2 separate regions of the Danio rerio genome follow, and region 1 is linked to region 2. A link is a contact called in public Micro-C data. All regions are on one chromosome and are shown on one strand. The core of a region is the stretch at or near the end of the contact, and the rest is flanking DNA. Distances in the headings are between cores, read along the strand shown.

Evidence for each region. Hi-C and Micro-C count contacts between places; a contact is called where the count stands out from the background.
Region 1: a Micro-C map of caudal fin shows a contact between it and region 2, with 6 times the contacts expected there. The contact joins the promoter of pou3f2b here to the promoter of mms22l in region 2. A contact is called at or near these places in 8 of 18 Hi-C or Micro-C datasets (caudal fin, embryo, fibroblasts and 3 more) and 3 of 4 datasets of contacts at active chromatin or transcription factors (caudal fin, embryo and gastrula embryo).

The regions. Positions count from the first base shown.
Region 1 is chr16:35,762,391-35,766,866 of GRCz12tu, forward strand. pou3f2b (POU class 3 homeobox 2b) reads left to right here and starts at 2,045. Exons shown (of 1, transcript NM_131160.1): 1 at 2,045-4,476. The coding sequence starts at 2,085. The coding sequence ends at 3,221. All of the region lies in intron 9 of LOC137487924, which reads left to right.
Region 2 is chr16:35,501,415-35,506,572 of GRCz12tu, forward strand. mms22l (MMS22-like, DNA repair protein) reads right to left here and starts at 3,010. Exons shown (of 24, transcript NM_001130601.1): 1 at 2,799-3,010; 2 at 2,583-2,708; 3 at 2,438-2,490; 4 at 2,278-2,365; 5 at 1,998-2,175; 6 at 848-941; 7 at 627-757; 8 at 434-547; 9 at 166-342; 10 at 26-88. The coding sequence starts at 2,974. LOC137487924 reads left to right here. Exons shown (of 10, transcript XM_073926253.1): 3 at 870-960.

The DNA.
Region 1 (4,476 bases), core at 795-3,294, 260 kb after region 2:
TATAAACGTTAATACATAAGCTAATTTGATATTTGAAAAAAGTTAACTTTTCCTGTTTTTATATAAGCGAATGCAAGGTTTATTGGGATTTGAACCATGTTTATTATAGGCTATATTGTTACCTAAGTGATGCGTAATTGTACGGCGCTGTACGCCCTGCGTTAAAGTTCATTAGCTGTGCAAATTACACTTTATTTACTACCTTTAAACAGTTCCTTAAAATCAGCTGATCTCTCTGTCTTCCTTGCTCCTTTTTGTCTTTTGTCCATTACCCTTGCTGATTTACGTAGGGCCGTCCAGAGGAGGCGATGCTGGTGACGTATGAGGCGTTGTTTAATTTACTGCTCTCTATAGCAACCAGCAGCGCCGCTGAAAAAATGTCCCCCTCCTCGGACAATGTCGTGTGCTTTTCTTTACAGAGGCTCACAGAGAAGCCAGCTGGTCAGCTTTAGACACCTGCGGTCCCAAACGGCCCACTGTTCCTCTTTGAAATATTCTTTTGACGTGAGTACACCATGCAGACCCCAAAAGAAAAAGTTTTTTTTATTTTCTATTAGGATTTATAGAGACAGTTGTGGTTAAAAGAGAAGCGTAACTGCTTATTTAAAATGTTTGGAATTGCCTAATAATGACTTAGCCTGTTTAATTGTAATTAACATAGAAAACAAAAAAAAAAAGTAAAAAAATACTTAAATACTTACTAGTCAGTTTCCATTGTGTTTAGAAAGTCACTAAGTTTGCAGCACAAGTGCTTCTGATTGTAAATCATGTAACTTCTGTTTAGATAATCGGAATTTTTTTGTTTTATCTAATCAATAAAACGTGGTCTATATATCTAAATAATTTACATATTGTGCCACATTTATGTCTTTATTTAATTATAAAAGTTTTTATAAATCTTATATATAATTTTAGTTTGAAGTATTTTATTTTTACCCATGTGTTTAGTGAACAAGTCTTTTAAATGTTTAATCCTTTACTTCCCTCTCTTATACCAGTTGTTAATTGTTTATGGCATCCAATAATTGTACACTTTATGCTGCTCTTTATTTTTTAAAGTAAAATACAAAATTATATAGCAATATGTCCCGTTTCTCATTCTCTGAGTTCTTTATGCTTTATGATTACATTTATAGTGAATTAAACAAATGAATCATCTGCTTATAAATAAATAGTACTGATTTTGTTTATTTTTCTCTACTTTCGGGGGTTATTATTTTTATTATTTACTTTGTGAAGTTAGTTACCACATTTTTATTCTTTACTAATCTGCTAAAATGATCATTTATTTCTGATCATCAATGTTATTTTGTGACCAAAAATATTATTAATTTAGGCTTTTGTTTATGTCAGCTCTTCAAAATCTAACACTTTAATGAGTCAAGCGCCCATTTTTCCATAAGTTTGTCAAAACCTTTTCACTTTATAGTTAATTTTTTGCAAAAAAAAAAAAAACTCAGAAGATTCTCTGTTAAATTAACAATGTATAAGTATAATTTTCTTAGCTTGACCAGCAAACATTACGCTAGAAAGAATACAAAAGTTTCCCTTTATTTTACGAATAAATCCCAGAACCTGTAAAAACAAAAAACACGTGAAATGACATCATTAAAAAAGTTTTCATATATTTATTTATTTTTCAAATAGATAAATTATAATAAATAATCTACATACATAAAGCTTACAAACATACATAGCTACGCACACAATCACAAATTCCATAAGAGACAAGTTTGAAATAAATTTCTCTCCAAGTTATAAAAATCTTAACCTTTGATGTTCTTCGCCCTGGTCTTGTTGGCCCGTCGGTCCCTCACATTTCAGAGGTGCTGCAGGACACGGAGTTCTTTTGAGGGAAGAAGGCAGTGTTTGTTAAGACTCTCGAGCGTCCAATCAGCTGAAAGCTGCCTCAAAAAAGCGCGTCCATCATCCTTTCTCAGCCAATGAGCGTGGTCGAGAGGCGGAGCTCAGGTGCGCGCCTCTGCGTCCACTTGGCAAAGAGCCTGGGAGACGCCTGTGGCAAAAGAGTAACTGTCAAATGCAAGGTTCCTTTAATAGGAGCGATCAGTCCGGCTCCGAGAGTCATGGCGACTACAGCATCCAATCATTACAATATCCTCACCTCCAGTCCATCTATTGTACACTCGGAGCCTGGAAGCATGCAGCAAGCTACGGCTTACAGGGACGCGCAAACCCTGTTGCAGAGTGACTACTCACTGCAGAGCAACAGTCACCCGCTCAGCCACGCGCACCAGTGGATAACAGCCTTGTCACACGGAGAAGGAGGTCCGTGGTCGTCCAGTCCCCTCGGCGAGCAGGACATCAAGCCAGCGGTGCAGAGCCCCCGGGACGAGATGCACAATTCCAGCAATCTCCAGCATCAGTCGCGGCCACCCCACCTGGTACATCAGACGCACGGGAACCATCACGATTCAAGGGCATGGAGAACAACGACGGCAGCTCACATCCCCAGCATGGCCACATCGAACGGACAGAGCCTTATTTATTCGCAGCCCAGCTTCAGCGTGAACGGTCTCATTCCGGGCAGCGGCCAGGGCATCCACCACCACAGCATGCGCGACGCGCACGAGGACCACCACAGCCCGCATCTCAGCGATCACGGCCATCCACCGTCCCAGCACCAGCACCAGTCGCACCAGAGCCACCACGACCACTCGGACGAGGACACGCCGACCTCGGACGACTTGGAACAGTTCGCCAAACAGTTCAAGCAGAGGAGGATCAAGCTGGGCTTCACGCAGGCGGACGTAGGACTAGCTTTGGGAACGCTCTATGGAAATGTGTTTTCGCAGACCACAATATGCAGGTTTGAGGCCCTGCAACTCAGCTTCAAAAACATGTGCAAGCTCAAGCCTTTGTTGAACAAGTGGTTGGAGGAGGCAGACTCCACATCTGGAAGCCCCACGAGCTTGGACAAGATAGCAGCGCAGGGGAGGAAACGGAAAAAGAGGACTTCCATCGAGGTAAGCGTCAAAGGGGCTTTGGAGAGCCATTTCCTTAAGTGCCCAAAGCCAGCCGCGTCGGAAATTACTTCACTGGCGGACAGTCTGCAGTTGGAAAAAGAGGTAGTGAGGGTTTGGTTTTGTAACAGGAGACAGAAAGAAAAACGGATGACTCCTCCCGGCGGACCTCTACCGGGTACCGAGGACGTATACGGAGACACGCCGCCGCATCACGGGGTTCAGACGCCAGTTCAGTGAGGGGGGAGAGAAAAAACACTCAAAAAACACTTACAAAACAAGGACATATCTTATCATATTGACTGCTTCAGTCTTCATTTATGATTATGTTCACATTGGAACTATCCAAAGTGAAAGCAGCTGCGGTTTAGACTACTGAGGCGGGCGAGCAGATTATATCCGTCTTCAATGTTTCTCAAAATTCGTAGGCTACTGCTGCAACAGAGAGGGGGACCGTGCGTTCCCTGCGCGAGCAAAGAGAACGGTTGTTCTGTGAATACCCAGCACTGTGAAAAGACGCAGTTTTAAGGTGTAACCCTACTATTTATCAAACACTTTGAGACGAGCGAAATGTCCCTCAAACGCGAGCATGGGTGTCCCATAGCCAGTTGTTTACATCGAGACGCATTCACTGCATTTGCTTTTGCAGGCTTAGCCTGAAAAGTGACTAGTGCTGCAGCATTTGACAAATACACGCCATTTTTACTTTTGTTGTGGGCGACTGAAGGTGAACATCGATTCTACTGGAAAACAACATCAGTGTGACATGCATCTATCTACAGTATTTGACTATTTATTTTGATCAAAAGGCCTTTAAACGTTTAATATTATTATTATTATTATTATTATTATTATTATTATTATTATTATCATTATTATCAGGCTATTTTAGATACATTATATTTACTTATAGAAACACAGTGATGAGGTGCAAGGTCACACTAAGCAGATGTTGTAGTCTTGGCGCCAAGAAATTAGTCACACACAATTGATTCTAGTCTCTTCTAGTCTCCGTTTTATCAATACGGATGCTCTAAATTGAAAAGAAATCAAAAGAAACTTCCAGCATCGAGCTGCAGACAGGTCGCCGAAGGGCTAGAGAAAGAAACCTGGCATTTTTCTTCGATAAAAGACGAATCACCATAAAATACAATTGTTTGACAGGACTCCACACAGTGCTGTAAATATTGTATAATTTTTAAAGGACATAGCTACGTTATTCTCTCACTTGAGCACTTTTTCGTATTATTTTGAATTGGGGAAATATTTTAGAGGTTTTGGTTTATTTTTATTTGGGTCTCGATTTGTTTTGACATTAGAGTTGGTCTATTTTGCCTTTATATTTATAGTCATTTTAGCCGAATATTGCTTGCTATCTCTCGCGTGAGTCAGTTGCTTTTTAACCCACATTCAGCTGCTTTTTTATAAATTAATGAGCTGACTTTACTATATGTTTATGTATAGTAAACAATGTTCAGTTTTCAACAATGTTAGC
Region 2 (5,158 bases), core at 1,760-4,259:
GTATTAACCAAATAAATTGAATCACCTTTGGATCACAGATAGACTTCAGCAGCCCGATCACAAAGCTCCAGTTATCCTCCAGTTGTTTCTGAAACAGCCACAAAGTTATCAATCTGACATTTAAATATACATCTCATCATGGGATACAGGTCAGTGTTGCTCTACCTCCTGTTGAGCAGTGCCGTTCCTGTTGTGCATCCCAATCTGGGCCAGGTGTGTGAGCAGCCACCAGGTGAAGCCCTCGGGGTCTTTACAGTGCACAGGGAATCCTGGGTCACGATCTCCTGAAGTCGTCCCCTTCAGAACAGTCTGCAGCAAGGCATTTATATAGCTCCAAAAAGACTAGATTGAAAAGTACAGTTAGAATACAAAATTGTGCAAAAAACACACAGACACGCATAAAAACTAACATGCAGCAACTGTGTGTGCTAACCTGTGTGTGTATGCTTTTGCTCCTGTGCTCCAGTAAATGTATGAGCAGAATCCATAATTCCTTTGTGCAGAGGCAGTGATAGTGATGAGTGTTCAGAGTCTCTGTTGGTCTCACCTGGAGGAAGAGAAAGAAAGATTGTTGTACCTCCTAACCTTTACACCACCGTGTATTTTATGTTTGTTTAAAAACACACCTTATTATATTTGTTCATGGCCAGGCCAATGAGATCACAAAACAGGTTGTTGACCTGGTCTTCAAAAAGACTGATGTTGGTGAGCGTCTCTCCTGTTAAGTTCACAAACTGGTGTGCGTAAACTACCTGACCTTTTGAAATCACCAGGACAAAATACTCATTAGTAGGACAGTCCCAGATTCAAGCACAATCTCAGCCCATTTCCGGCTATTGCAACATACCCATCATTCTTTGCTCCAACAGGTGCAGGATCTCTAGAACAGACCAGTGGATGTCCAGGTGCAGATGCAATAGTTGCCAGGATGGAGGAAAGAGCTGTACATGGGGTGACACTGTAAGTTTCTATTCTTTATGAGACTTTCTTTTGCTACTAGGGTGAATAATAAAATGCTGCAGATCTAAAGACTAATCAACACCCCTGGCAAAAGTTGTAAATATGAATGCATTAATGAATGCATTAAGACAAACAGTGTAATGCAGACAAAGTTGATTTATTTTATTATTTAATCTTCATTCAATATATTTCAAACTGTCCCCTTTTAGTGCAAATGTAAAAACTAAATTTAATTGGGTTAACACCACATGGGCATGACATTAAATGCTTACTGGTCAAAGAAGCCTAGATTAAAAGAAGATGGCCAAAGAGGACTTTTCTGTCATAAACTATTACAAATCACCTTGTCAAAAAATATGCTTTGCAGCAGTGTCAAGTAAGACAAATAACACAGTGTTTAAGGATGCTATATATACATACAGTATATACACATTTAAAAAAAATTCAACCCTGCAAACATACTAAATACAGAAATGGGGGCATTGCATCTTTGCGTGTGCAGAGTGAATGCAAAAGTAACTGATTTGAGTCACTTTGAAAGTGGGTCTTCAAAAAATGTTGAATATAGTCACGTAATCGGAATTGAAGATCTGCAGTATAAATGCAGCCAAAGTGTACAATTTGTGATACTAAATAGTCTTTTAAATGTGATTAATTAAGTTATTCTTGTTCTAAATATGCAAATATTTTATGGCACAAAATATTGTTACACTAGTGTATTCTGTAAATCATAGTAAAACTCTATTATGTTCTGTGTATGATATCATTAAATATCATAATTATAATGTATTTTTAATTTTTTTGCACAGACCAAACATAAAATTAAATACGCTTCGTTTAACATTTAGTGAAAAACTAAAACTTATTATTTGAACTCTGTTTAGTAGTGAACAGCTGTTGCCATTTAATCTACAGTACTATAACTATTCCCATAAGGTCGAACAAAATCTTTATGTCAGCATTATTGGCCCTACTTGGAGCACACTTTTTGACACCGACCTGAAACAGGAAACGAGCACAAAAGTGTTCTGCTGTACCTTTCCCTGGTGTTGAATAGTGAAAGCACTCTGGACATTAGCTGGCAGATTTCCGATTCGTCCAATAAGAAGTGTGATGCTGAAAAGCTCCTCCACTAAGACTGAGGGCAGCTGAGCCTCTGCGTCTTTAAAGGGGTGAACAGGACCTTCATCTAGGGATTGTGAGGGCTCCAAAAACCTGAACATTGATACAAGAAGTTAAAAATCTACTTCTGAAAGTATTGCCAAGCCATAGCACAGGTTAAGAGTACAAAAACTTTGAGCTCTCTAAAATGTGTACCTGTAAATGAACACCTTGATATAGCTGAGGAAAAGCACACACTGCTGCCTCAGTTCCTCTGCCTCATAATGAAGACTGCTTGCTTGACCTAAAAGAATATTTATTTTATTTCATCAGAATGCAACAACTTTTCCTAAAAAGTCAGTCTCCAGATGCTTACCAAAATCATGTGAGCTGGACTGCACCAGCGTTTCCAGTTTTAACACCTTTTGTCTGAAAGGAAAGACAGATTGTCAAATTAGCAGACTTCCTGTTTCAGCAGACAACGTGGCAATCCTCCAGAGCCAACACACCTGCACTCCTACCTGAACAAGCCAAACAGAAGTTTGGTAGATTCCACCAGCGCCGTCTCCGTCACCCATGGGAAGTCAAAAATATCAACTGTGTCCCCCTCAAAATCTGCAGGAGCTGGATCGAGCTTTAACAGCAACCTAAACATGGAAAAGATGATCATTTTTTATTAACCTTAGACAAACTGAAACAGATTAAAGCATCACTGTTATAACACCGAAACTAAGCACCTCTTCAGGGCTCCTCTGCTGATGTAGCCATTTGATGATAGCCGTCCTGTGTCTTCTCTGCCTGCTTCATAAGCACAGGTGAAGCAAGGAGGCCGACTGGGAGCAGATTCACCATAATGATTCAGAGCAGATGGAGACACAGGTGGAGTGAGGGACTGTGAGAACTCACTCTCCATGTCAACAATGTGCAAACAGACCACTGGGAAGAGAGCTAAATAGAAAAAAAAAAATGTTGTAAAACCCCATTTTAGCGATGTATTAAAGTGGCTAAGATAATCAAACAACTGTTTAATAAAAACAAACTAAAGACATTTGTCTGGACTGAATGCAAGACAATCTTGAACGAAGAAAAGATGTGAAGTTGGTTTTATATTCGCACATTCATCCATTTTTGAACTTGAAGACAACAAGTGACACGGGTCCTATATTATACTTTGAATATTCACGCAAGTATGACTTTAAAACAACATAAGCTCTATTTATTTGACCGTGAACAGTGTATTAACTGAAAATATGATTTCCCTACTTAGAATTTGCAAATAATGCTTTTCTGAAATTATATTATTGAGGAAAACGTCAGAATTTGCGAACATAAAACTGACTTTACCTCAATGGAAAATGCTTTGTTTTAAATAGTGGTAAAGTTGGTTTTATATTTAAATATTAAGACATTCTCAATTTCTCCTTAATAATATTATTTCAGAAAACTATTCTTTGCAAATTGTAAATAGGGAAACCATATTAGCAGCAAATGGCTATCACAGTACAACATTGTTTACAGTGAATTAGATAGTGTTAATGTTGTTTAGAAGTCATACTTACATGCTAATTCTAATCGAATATTCAAAGTAACATGGTAAACAATACAGAGGCTGCTAAATAAACGAATGTGCGAATATAAAACCAACTTTACCTTTATTGGTTTTAACTGGTGTTGTTAGCAGTTGAACGCTTTGTATTTAAAGCACTAAATTGTCAGTCATCGGCGTGTAAGTTGTATCATCAGAAGGCGAAACCTTTCCTCTTCGTCGAATACAGGCGTTTTTGTCATTCAGGCTGTAACAACTTCAGTAACACTTACTTCAGCCACTGTTGACAATTTCTGCGTCCTTCTTCCCAGTGTCAAAGCACTCCCGCGCTACAGTCACGCTCACCCCGCGCATGCGCGCAACCGTGTCGCTCATGCAAACCGCTCTGTGGTTGGTCAGAAGTTCCCGGAGAGGCGTGGTCTGGAACTGTAATAATAATATCCTCACTGCAAACAGTTATGATTGAGAAGCTCGGGTAGTTAATGTGCGTCCGTTTGTCACTCTTCGCAGTAAAGCATATTAAGAGACACACAACTATAAATTGACAATGAATTCAAGAAATGCGATTGAATCGTCGCATGCGTTATGCACTAATATGTTTTTTATCTTCACTACAGTCTGATTAAAAACTAGTGCATCTCCGTTAAATAAAACTAGATCCAGAGTTACCCTGATTTCCATTTGCAGATCTCTATCCGCCGGCTGCAGCTTTGGTCATCGCCTTGCATACATTTAAAAGCATATTTCCCAGTCCTCGCATCTGCCGAATGCCGAAAAGTCGATTTGATCATCTTTTATTCGACGCTCGTGTCTCATCGGTTAGTTTTATGAACGAAATTAGATGTCGGGACGTTTTGTTAAAAGCGGCATATGTCGTCGCATACCGCTTTTTTTTTTGGCAATTGCACATAATACAATGAGCAACGCTATAGCCTATTCGGTTCATCAAAATGCGCTTTTTACCCTATACATGGATGTGTACAGCTCAGCGCGCAGTCGGACAGAAGGTAAAAAAATTAAAGTCATGTTGCATTGTTTTCTCTGACCGGGAGGGAGGAGGGATCTCACTCTAAAACGCTCCCCTCTCTTTCAAGATAAGATTTTGTCGTGTGTAAGAAGAGGACAATGAAAATGAATCCGTTGTTGTTGTTTTTTTTCCAGTTTTTAAGTCACTTGCATGCATGCACAGGTAAAATTGAAGATGTAAAGAGGTCGGGTCTTAAAACCTTGCATGCCACCTGCTTAACATTGAACACGCTGTCCAGACTGACAGATTTTTCAGACAGTAAAAATGTTCAAGTGATTTCCATTTTTGTAGCAATTTCTTATAGTAAGTGATTAGGTTATCCTAGAGGCTGCCGCCGTCTGTCTCAATCTATTAGCTCTGAATAATTTACGTCCTTAATTTGTGAATGAAATGATGTTCCTGTGTAATCAGAGCACGAGGACGTGTCAGGCAATATGCAGATTAGCGTGCATGAGCTCACTGCATTTGTAAGGAAAAGATAGAAATTACTCTTATATGTTGAAGTGGCTGTTTAGGGCAGACTT